3 separate regions of the Mus musculus genome follow, and all the other regions are linked to region 2. The links are chromatin contacts, called in public HiChIP or PLAC-seq maps. All regions are on one chromosome and are shown on one strand. The core of a region is the stretch at or near the end of the contact, and the rest is flanking DNA. Distances in the headings are between cores, read along the strand shown.

The links. HiChIP or PLAC-seq counts read pairs in DNA pulled down with a chosen protein or histone mark.
Region 1: a contact with region 2 is called in a FOXA1 HiChIP or PLAC-seq map of pancreatic cancer cells. The contact joins two enhancer-like sites. A contact is called at or near these places in 2 of 39 promoter capture datasets (neural stem cells and pre-B cells), 1 of 484 Hi-C or Micro-C datasets (B cells), 2 of 115 datasets of contacts at active chromatin or transcription factors (memory CD8 T cells and pancreatic cancer cells) and 2 of 9 other capture datasets (adipose tissue and pancreatic islet).
Region 3: a contact with region 2 is called in an HNF4G HiChIP or PLAC-seq map of pancreatic cancer cells. The contact joins two enhancer-like sites. A contact is called at or near these places in 3 of 39 promoter capture datasets (liver and pre-B cells), 1 of 484 Hi-C or Micro-C datasets (the G1E-ER4 cell line) and 2 of 115 datasets of contacts at active chromatin or transcription factors (microglia and pancreatic cancer cells).

What each region holds. Positions count from the first base shown.
Region 1 is chr10:80,252,001-80,255,285 of GRCm38.p6, forward strand. It overlaps Ndufs7 (NADH:ubiquinone oxidoreductase core subunit S7), which reads left to right. Exons shown (of 8, transcript NM_029272.4): 2 at 397-433; 3 at 1,074-1,157; 4 at 1,660-1,783; 5 at 2,840-3,019; 6 at 3,090-3,136. Among named protein-coding and RNA genes, the nearest start is that of Ndufs7, 4.2 kb to the left of the region's middle. Within about 2 kb of position 1,776, at least 14 of the 459 cell types and tissues checked have an H3K27ac peak or open chromatin away from gene starts, as enhancers often do. A contact at or near this core is called in pancreatic cancer cells, where this site is marked.
Region 2 is chr10:80,761,933-80,765,168 of GRCm38.p6, forward strand. Dot1l (DOT1-like, histone H3 methyltransferase (S. cerevisiae)) reads left to right here. Exons shown (of 28, transcript NM_199322.2): 2 at 2,670-2,713. Among named protein-coding and RNA genes, the nearest start is that of Dot1l, 8.3 kb to the left of the region's middle. Within about 2 kb of position 1,734, at least 72 of the 459 cell types and tissues checked have an H3K27ac peak or open chromatin away from gene starts, as enhancers often do. A contact at or near this core is called in pancreatic cancer cells, where this site is marked.
Region 3 is chr10:80,460,115-80,463,139 of GRCm38.p6, forward strand. No RefSeq gene overlaps it. Among named protein-coding and RNA genes, the nearest start is that of Gm40716, 14 kb to the right of the region's middle. Within about 2 kb of position 1,442, at least 11 of the 459 cell types and tissues checked have an H3K27ac peak or open chromatin away from gene starts, as enhancers often do. A contact at or near this core is called in pancreatic cancer cells, where this site is marked.

The sequences.
Region 1 (3,285 bases), core at 526-3,025, 510 kb before region 2:
GTTCTGAGATGCTGGGGCAACATGCTCATACATACAGTTGCATTCCAAGGTGCTCAGATAAAGATTCCAATACATAAGCAGTGAGGGCATGGCTCCATCCTGGCTCAAAGCTGCCTGCCATGTCTCTCTTCCTTTTAAAAAGTCCCCTTGGTTGAGTCCTGCCATGTGGGAAGGGCCTGCTATGTGCAAATGTAGAACAGGCTGTTCAGAAGCAGCTGACTTGGGTCCTGGGGTAGAGAAGTGAGACATGGGAGATAGAGGGAAAGGTGACTTACAAGGGAAGTTAGGTAAGAGGGAGAGTGTGTTGGAGCCCTCCAGGGTAGGATTGGGACTAGAACCTGGACCCCTCCTGGGGACTAAACTGTTAGGCTCAGGGTTCTGTGTTTCTCTCTCTAGCTCCTGGCCTGCTCTCTGTACGGATCCTGGGTCTGCGGTGAGTGTGTCGCCTGTCTGTCACAAGGCTAGATCTAGCTGGGTGTCAGTGAACAGCATGAAGCTGCAGGGCTTGGAGCTGGGAGGGTCCCCCAGCAGTGGCTAGTGAAGAGAATGTTCGGTTTAGTGGGGGGTTAGTGGTACGTCCAGGTGTCCTCACATGGTATGCAGGGATTGTCTGGGAAGGCAGTGGCCAAGGCAGAATAGTATTGTCCACAAGCTTGGGGCCCTCGTAGGAAATGCACTGCCTGTCCCAACAAGGTGTTCTGTGAGCCTGCCAGCTGGACCTCCACAGGCTGGCTGCCTTGTGACAGGGCTGTGAAGGTCACCAGCCCAGGGGAGCTACCAGCTGTCTCCTGGGCTTAAAGCACAGCATCTCAATACCATCTTTGCTAGGACATTTGTCAACCTTTTGACCAGTCGGTAGTTTTTAGAAGCAAAGAGGCTCTACTTATGTCAGAGTTGTCACCAAGGACAGTAGCAGCATTGTCCCTATGAAAGGGCAGGGCAGCCTGGAGATGAGCAGGGGGCCAGGGGTGGGCAGGGAGGCCACCTGTGCTATGTGGGGATGGTGGTGGTGAGAAGGAACTGCTGACTGTGTCCTGGCGGCCTCTCAGCATCGCCCCTGTTTGCATCTCCAGCACAGCACAGGTCCAGCTGCGCAGAGTTCATCAGAGTGTAGCCACTGAGGGCCCGAGCCCGAGCCCAAGCCCGAGCCTGAGCAGGTAATCCATGCTCTGAGAAGGGTCTGCATGCTATCTTCTAGGGCTTTGAGTCTTTTTTTTTAATCTTTGTTTTGTTTTGTGTTTTAAAGATTTATCTATTTATTATATGTAAGTACGCTGTAACTGTCTCCAGACACACCAGAAGAGGGAGTCAGATCTCATACAGATGGCTGTGAGACACCATGTGGTTGCTGGGATTTGAACCCAGGACCTTTGGAAGAGCAGTCTGTGCTCTTAACCACTGACTCCTCCCATAGGGCTTTGATTCTTGATTGTTGCCTGCACTCCACCCCAACATGTGGCCCTGGCCCCTCAAGTCTTACCTCCCTAGTGTGGCTGCTTCTCCTTTCTCTGTTGATCAGGCCTAGTGTAGGCCTTGTGGACCTCAGGGATGATGTGGTTCTGTCCTGGGACCCTGTCTATCCCTCCCCATGGGTCCCAGGTCAGGGACCCTGGGGACACCTGGCTAACTGTCCCCTGTGCTCACCTGCTCTGCCCTTAGCACACAGTCTGCTGTGTCCAAGGCTGGAGCTGGAGCCGTGGTCCCCAAGCTCTCTCATCTTCCCCGAAGCCGGGCTGAGTATGTGGTGACCAAGCTGGATGACCTCATCAACTGGGCACGCCGGGTAAGTCCTCGTGTCAAACCCACCCTTCTCAGGGCTTCCTCCCACTCAGGGTGGCCTGGATGCTTCAGCAGTCCACATATTTGTTTAGTGTATTGTGTGTATGTGTATGTGTATGTGTGTGTGTGTGTGTGTGTGTGTGTGTGTGTGTGTGTGTGTGTATGTATACACACACGCGCATACGTATGCATGCTTATGCAACATCATGTGGACATGGAAGTCAGGGGATAACCTGCAGGATTCGAGGATTCGGCTCCCTCTTTCCAACACATGGGTTCCAGGATCTGACTCAGGTCGTCAGGCTTGGTGGCAAGTGCCTTTACTCCTTGAGCCAGCTCAACAACTGATAAAAAGGGCCTTTTATTTACTTATTGTTTTGCATTGAATTTGTTTGCCTTGGAACTTCCTGTGTAAATCAGAAGATTTACAGAGCTCTGCCTGCCTGCTGAGCTGAGCTGAAAGCAGCCACTCTGCCGTCTTTAAGCTCCTCTCATGGCAGAGGCTGGTGAGCTGCAAGCCCTCTGCAAAGCACAGGGATGGCATCCTCTCCATGCCTGTCCTCAGTTGTCCCTCTCAATGCGTGCTCATGTCTAGGACACAGTTGCTGGGCAGCTGTGCCTGGTTCCCGTGCCTGGATGTGACAACCCCTGTCTGACAATTGTCCATTGACAGGCATGCCCCTGGACCTGCCTTAGTCTCCTGGGCAGTGCCTAAGGCTCTGGTGGGTACCCTACTGGAGCCTGAAGCTGCTAGGACAAGGTGCCCACTGCGGAGACCAGACATAGGTGCATCCATGAGGAGCGTAAGCACCCGTGGACAGAGAACATTGAGGGAGGCAAGTCAGTCCCAGGAGATTCCTGAGGGACAGTTGAGCCAATCCAAGGACATCAAGAGGGGTTATTCATGATGGCCAGAGCAGCAGCTAGGCCTGGGTGCTACCTAGAGTCCTAGGCCTAGGGCAACCTCTGGCATCAGGTGCCTGCCAAGCACTCAGTGTCACTGTGCCCACGAGGTGGAGAGACAATGCCTGCACAGGGCTGACTGTCTGTGTTCTGCCAGAGCTCCCTGTGGCCTATGACCTTCGGCCTGGCGTGCTGTGCCGTGGAGATGATGCACATGGCTGCGCCGCGCTATGACATGGACCGCTTCGGTGTGGTGTTCCGTGCCAGTCCGCGCCAGGCTGATGTGATGATTGTAGCTGGCACGCTTACCAACAAGATGGCCCCCGCGCTCCGAAAGGTACATCTGGGCCCCTTGGCCCCTTCTACTGCCTTGCCACCTGCAGTTATCTGACCTGTGTGTCTTGTAGGTGTACGACCAGATGCCCGAACCCCGCTATGTGGTGTCCATGGGGAGGTGAGTGTGTGCTCAGACGCCTAGGGGTGCAGGGCCCACCCCCAGCTGGCACCTTCCTCCCAGCTCTGCTCTGTAGACAGGAAAAGCTCCAGGCAGCCCAAGGCTCCTCCTCCGTGCTCTCCTCTCCCTCTCCTCAGTCTTTCTCTTCA
Region 2 (3,236 bases), core at 484-2,983:
CTGGGATTCTCTGTGAGGCTCCTGCCTCTCTTGCCCTTGTACAGGCAATGCTTTGTTTGGCTGTTGGTCACCCTGCATGTGATCTGAGCAGTTGATGGTTATCAGTTGAGGCAAGTTCAGGAGGGTTTGGAACAGCCTTCCACACCTTTGCTGTAATGGTATTTGATGGCCACAGAAGAGTGTTTTGTTTGTTTTTCCACACAGGTTCTCTCCATGTTTTCCTGACTGTCTTGGAATTTACTTTTTAGACCAAGCTGGCCTTGAACTTCTGTCTCTGCCTCCCGAGTGCTTGGATTATGAAGGGGTGCACCACCATGCCCTGCCTGCTGCTTCCTTACTCCCCTCCCCTCCCCTCCCCTGCCTGCCCTCCCTCCCTCCCTCCCTCTTTCTTTCTTTCTTTCTTTCTTTCTTTCTTTCTTTCTTTCTTTCACAGGGCCCCTCTCTCTCTGTAGTCTTGGTTGGCCTTGAACTCACAGAGATCCACCTTCCTCTGTCTCTGCTGTGACTAAAGGCATATGTGCCACTGCCCCATACCACTTGAGTGTTGCTTTGTAGAAGAAATTAGCTGCTGTGGTTTGTTGATGAGTATAGGCAAGCCTGGTGCAGTGGCACAAATGTGTGATCTCAGCAGCACTCAGGAGGCCAGGGCAGGATTAGGCATTTCAGGGTATCTATAGTGATCATTCTGTTCACAAATTCAAAAAGCACTGAAGTCGCTCAGCAGGTGAGGCACTTAGCAGTGAATTCCTAGTGCTGCACCAGATGTGGGCTGTCCCTGTACAAAGAGACCAGCATTTCTCATGAACGCAGGCTCCTGGGGCTGTGCCCAGCATAGTCCCTTCATTCCCAGGTGCCTGCATGCCTGTCCCTTTCCTAGGAACACAGCTGGAAGAATCTGCTCCTCTTAGTTTGTAAGCTCAGGACTGAGTGGGCATAGTAGGCCCAACAAAACTCAAGAGTGTGTCCTGGTCCTCAGTAAGTGGGGAAGCCCTAAGAACCCTACAAGATAATCAATCAATCAATCAATCCCAACATTTGGGAGGTAGAGACAGGAGTTGTGCTACCTGCATGTTTGTCTGCACCATGTCCATGCAGTGCCTATGGAGGCCAGAAGAAGGCATCATATCCACTGGAGCTGGAGTGATAGGCTGTTGTGAGCCACCATGTGGTTGCTGGGAATTGAACCTGGATTATCTGCTAGAGCTTCTAGTGCTCTAACCACCTAGCTGCCTTTCCAGCTGCACAGCATTTCTAAGATCTTTCTGAGCTGTGACAACCACCTGGGTTGAGTGCCCAGTAAGTTACTAGAGAGTAGCCCAGGCATGGGTATCACATGCTATATAGGCCCTCTTTCCAGCAGTGTTGGAGTATATTCTCACTCTGTTCTTCCCAGTCTCCAAAGCAAGTCAGGCTGATATCCCAGGCCCTGGGTGCTCAGGGGTGACCTCGGGACAAGGTTGATCTTGAAGAGACTGGGTACACTGGGTATTCACATCTGGTAGACACACATGAAAGTGTGTTTGTGTGTGTCTGCCTGCCTGCCTGGGCATACATTCATGCACACATTCTCTGGTACCTTTGTTGTTATACAGTGAGAAAGAAGAGGTGAAGCATTGGGTTGTGGTAACAACACATCTGCCCCGCTGCTGAGTGTCTTCTCTGGGGAGACCTATGTGTAGTCATTGCTTCACCCCAGACAGGGCACCAACCACAAACCACAGAATTGATCCCATAGCTTAGGAGAACTGTGAGTTCACTGGGGTTACTTATTGAGTGTGGGTGACTCAAAGGCAGCTTGGGGTTCCTTCCACCAGCTGCCTGGTTTAGACTTCTTTCCTTAGCATGTGTGAATCATGGACATTACATGCACTTCCTCAGCTCAAACTTAATGGCCTTTCCTATCATGAACACCTCGTGACCCCTATTTAAGTGTGCTCATCTCCAGACAACCACAGCAGAAGACTGTCTAGAGACTTAGGGTTGTGGGGCACACTGTGGGAGCCCATATTAGTGTTCAAGGGCTACTTGACTTCCTTCTCATCTGTGTGTAGTTTGTGGCTGTGCTGGACACAGCACTGAGTCCTCTGTGCAGGTAGGGTGATGGCCAGGACTCAGGCAGAGTGAAGAGCCTGGGCTCTGGAGGCCCTAGCCATGGTGTTTGTGTGTCCAGTTCTCATGAGGCAAGCCTACAGCCTTCATCATTCTACAGTTGCCTTCATTACCCTACAGTCCACTTCTCCAGTGGAGCTGGGCCTGTGCAAACCAGTGGGCAGTGGATGTGAAGGGCAGGAAGCTCATAGGGTGACTGGCCAACCCAGGGAAGCCGGAGTGCTGCGTCTTCTGTTTCCTTGTTCTTTTCCCCTCTAGTCGTTTTCTGTTAGTAGTTGGCATCCTTATGCTTCATCTTACAGTCGACTTGAGAGCTGGCCCTGAATGGTCGTGCTGGGGCAAGGCTTTATTTCAGGCGTAGCACACATGGTGGCCAATGGGACTCTGTAGGATCTGCCCACACCCATCAGGTGTGCAGGGAGACAGAGCTGAGTCAGGCTCCAGCTCTGGGGAATATGTTGAGTCACCACCTCTGTAGGGTGGTTGTGCATCATAGAACAAGAGGACTTTGGGGTGTCACTGTGGTTGTTGGGTCCAACTGTGCATCTTTTCTCTTTCAGGACAAGCACCATGATGCTGCTCATGAGATTATTGAGACTATCCGGTGAGTACTGTATGGGATGAGCACTGGGCTCGGAGCTTCCTCCCAAGGTTCCCAGCACCCCCGCTGCACTGTCCTCACTGGGACCTCTGGGAAGTGTGGCAGGAGGAGCCCTGGCAGAGGCATCTCTCCATGACCCTTGTCTGGGAAAACCTCAGTTGTTTGTTTCCCCTGCCATGGTGGGGATGGAGCCAGCTCACATATGTGCAGCCTCTGAGCTGCTTGCTACCTCCTGTGAGATGGGACTTGGGACGTCTCTGTGTCCCCCATCTTCCCTTCACTAGTCCCCACCTTTGGATTGGAGAAAGATGGGAGTTTGTAAGGACTATGAGTAGGACCTCCTTCCTGTGACACCAGCAGACACATGGTGCCAGGGCAGCTGCCTGTTGGGATGGATCTGCAGCCTTTTTTCTGAAGCATCCTGTGGTTCCTGTAATAGTGGACATAGATTACTGGGGAAAGCCCTGGCAGACCATAGAGACTGGACTCATAGATTGCCATTCAATGCCACAGGTGGAGGCAGTGG
Region 3 (3,025 bases), core at 192-2,691, 300 kb before region 2:
TGAACTCACAGAGATCCACCTGCCTCTGCCTCCCAAGTGCTGGGACTAAAGGTGTGCACCACCATGTCCAGCAAGCCTCTTATTTTTAAAAATATATTATTGATGTTGTTTGACCCAGGACCTAACTCTGTAGCTCAGACTGGCCTCTATCTCTGAGACTGCCCTGCCTCAGCCTCTGAGTACTGAGATAACAGGGCGCACGGTTGCACCTGGTGCTAATGGTGGGGAAGGGGTTTGTAGTTACTCAGTTCAGAGATCTCATTTACAAAATAATCCAGACGTGCCACGTGGTGTATAGCAGGTTCTCTTCTGAGCTGGGCCCAACAAACAAGCTGACTCAGCATTCTAGACCTGGAGACACCGGTCTCCTTCACTTTTAACCCTTGGACCCTCTTCAGGGACATGGGTCTGTTATACAAAGATGTGGGAAGGCCTGGACTAGGGTCAGTGCAGTCGGTGTATGCCAAACTAGCAGCCTCCTGCCAAGGCACAGGGCATGGGGACTGTCCCCTTTCACATGACTGAACATGAAGCTTGACCAGGGCAAGCTAGGTAGGCTTGGGATCCAGTTCTGTCTGGTTCTGAGGACTGAGCTTGCCCTAGACAGACCCAGGGTAAGTCCCAGGCTTTCAAGTCCCAGGACAAACATATCCCACTGGGAGCTGCATTCCTCTATCCCTACATCCTGTCAGAGTGGAGTCTCTGAGGCTTCTTTTGGGTGATCAGAGAGGTTGGGGTAGAGACTGGGAGCAACCCAGCATGCTGACAGGGCTGTGTTCTCTGAGTGGTGGCAATTCCCAGAGGATCACAGATCACAGAGACAGAAATATCCGCAGGTGGGGAGAACCTGAGGCCAGTGCTGCGTGGCCCGTCCCAGTGGTACTCCACCTCGGCCACAGCAGATCAGTAGCTGGTCAGGCAAATGTGCTGTGGCCAGATCAACTGCAGGCTGCCCACACAGGGTGTCTGGCTTCTGAGAGTTCTGGAAGGTTCTCCCGGCTTCTCCCTCCCTCCCCCCTTCACTGTGTATCTTTCTGGCTCATTTTTTCCCCTCTTTCCTGTCTTTTGTTGTTTTGGTTTGCAGAGGCATGGGCTCACTCTGTAGCCCAGAATGGCCTTGGAACTCACAGCAATTCCCCTGCATTAGCCTTCCAAATACTGAGGTTTCAGGTATTCAGCACTGCTCAGGGACCAGCCGAGTCTGTCTTCTTCCTTGTGCTTCTTGGACCCTGAAGGAGAAGCTGAGATCTCTAGAAAATTCCTCCCGAGGGCTGAGGCTCAGGAGGTGAGGGACCCCCCTGGCAGGCAGGAAGCCCCGAAGCTGAGGGAAATGAAGGCCCCTGTGGTAGGGGTTCTTCCGGGTTCGCATCCATGAAGACCCATCTGTTACCTCATGGTCTTGGCTTCCCGGGAATCCCTGCTCTGTGGTTTTGGCTGCACCAGTCTGTGGTCTGAGGAACCCACAGTGAAGTAGATGGCCATCTAGAGAGACCGGGGCTAACAGGAGACTCTGCCTGGAGCGAGGGGTGAGGCTCTATAGAACTGCTGATAGAACAGTGTGTCCAGGGGGATCCTTTGGACTGAACCCCAATGTATCTCATTGAGCAAAACCCATGAGGCCAGAGAGTCCAGTCAAAGCCCCAAGGGGCACGCTTGCAAGTAAGTGCTGTCTCCGTTTGATTTTATTTTGTGAGAATGTTCATGTGAATGGAAGCCAGAGGTGATGTCATGAGTGTTTCTGTTGCTCCTAGTTTTGAGTTTTTTACTATAAAAATTACATTTATTTATTGTGTTTTGTGTGTGTGTGTGTGTGTGTGTGTGTGTGTGTGTGTGAGAGAGAGAGAGAGAGAGAGAGAGAGATGAAAGGGTAGTTTGCCCATGGTTGGTGCTCTCCTTCAGTCTTGGAGTCTTGGGGATTGAACTCAGGTGGCCAGGATTGGCTGCAAGCCCCTGCTGTGCCCTCTTGCCACCCCTTCCTTGCTTTTGAAGACATAATGCTTCACTGAAGCTGGGGATCCCATGAGGTTGAGCTGTCTGGTGGGTGCTCAGCATGAGGCCTGGAACCCAGGTCTTCACCATGGTGACTGACACCTTGTCTGTCCTTTGAGCCCTCACCCCTCTCAGATACACTCACGCAGCCTCCAGTTTGCCATCCCCCATCACAAGTCACCAGGGCACTTGCTGACAAACCACCCTGAGTACATCTGAAAAATAGATTTGCTTTTATTTTTGATTTTTTAAGGGGTTAGTCACATAGGGCAGTCTGGAACCAACCAGGCTAGACCCCAACTCACAGCCACTGTCCTGCCTCCACCTCCCAAGTGGCTAGAATTACAGGCACGTTGTAGCCCTCCAAGCCCAGATTTTGTTTTTGAGACAGCGCTAACCCTGTAGTTCAGTCTATCCTAGAATACAAGATCTTCCTGCATCAGCCTTCAAATGCTGAGGTGACAGGTGTGTGCTCCACACGTGACTGAAAATGTCTGTTTTAAAGCAACATAGAGCTTGAACTTGCTTGCAGTGAAATATCAGGTTGGATCCTTGGTTCCAAAAAGCAGAGCTCCTACTAGTGGGGTGACAGACTCTGCTGCTCTGTGACAGCCATCACATCGGGGCCCATTTCTGCTTATCACAGGCACTTGGAGCCTCCAGAGCACATGGCAGAGGACCTAGGGTCTCTTCCCATCATCCTCAGTGGAGGTCAGGGGTAAAATAATCTGGGTCGATTGTTTCACAGACATAGACAGAAATATGAGGAAAAGTGGATGGATGGATGGATGGATAGATGGATGGATGGATGGATGGATGGATAGGTGGATAGATGAGTGGGTGGATGGGTAGATGGATGGGTGGGTAGGTGGATAGATGGGTCGGTGGTGGAGGGCAGAAAGGTAGGAGATGGATAGAATCCCTCTATTGTCTTCACAACTCTTTTTTAAAGTATATTATTGTGAAATAAAAAGTGTGTGTGTGTGTGTGTGTGTGTGTGTGTGTGTGTGTGTAACAGTTTTGATAAAGGACTGTT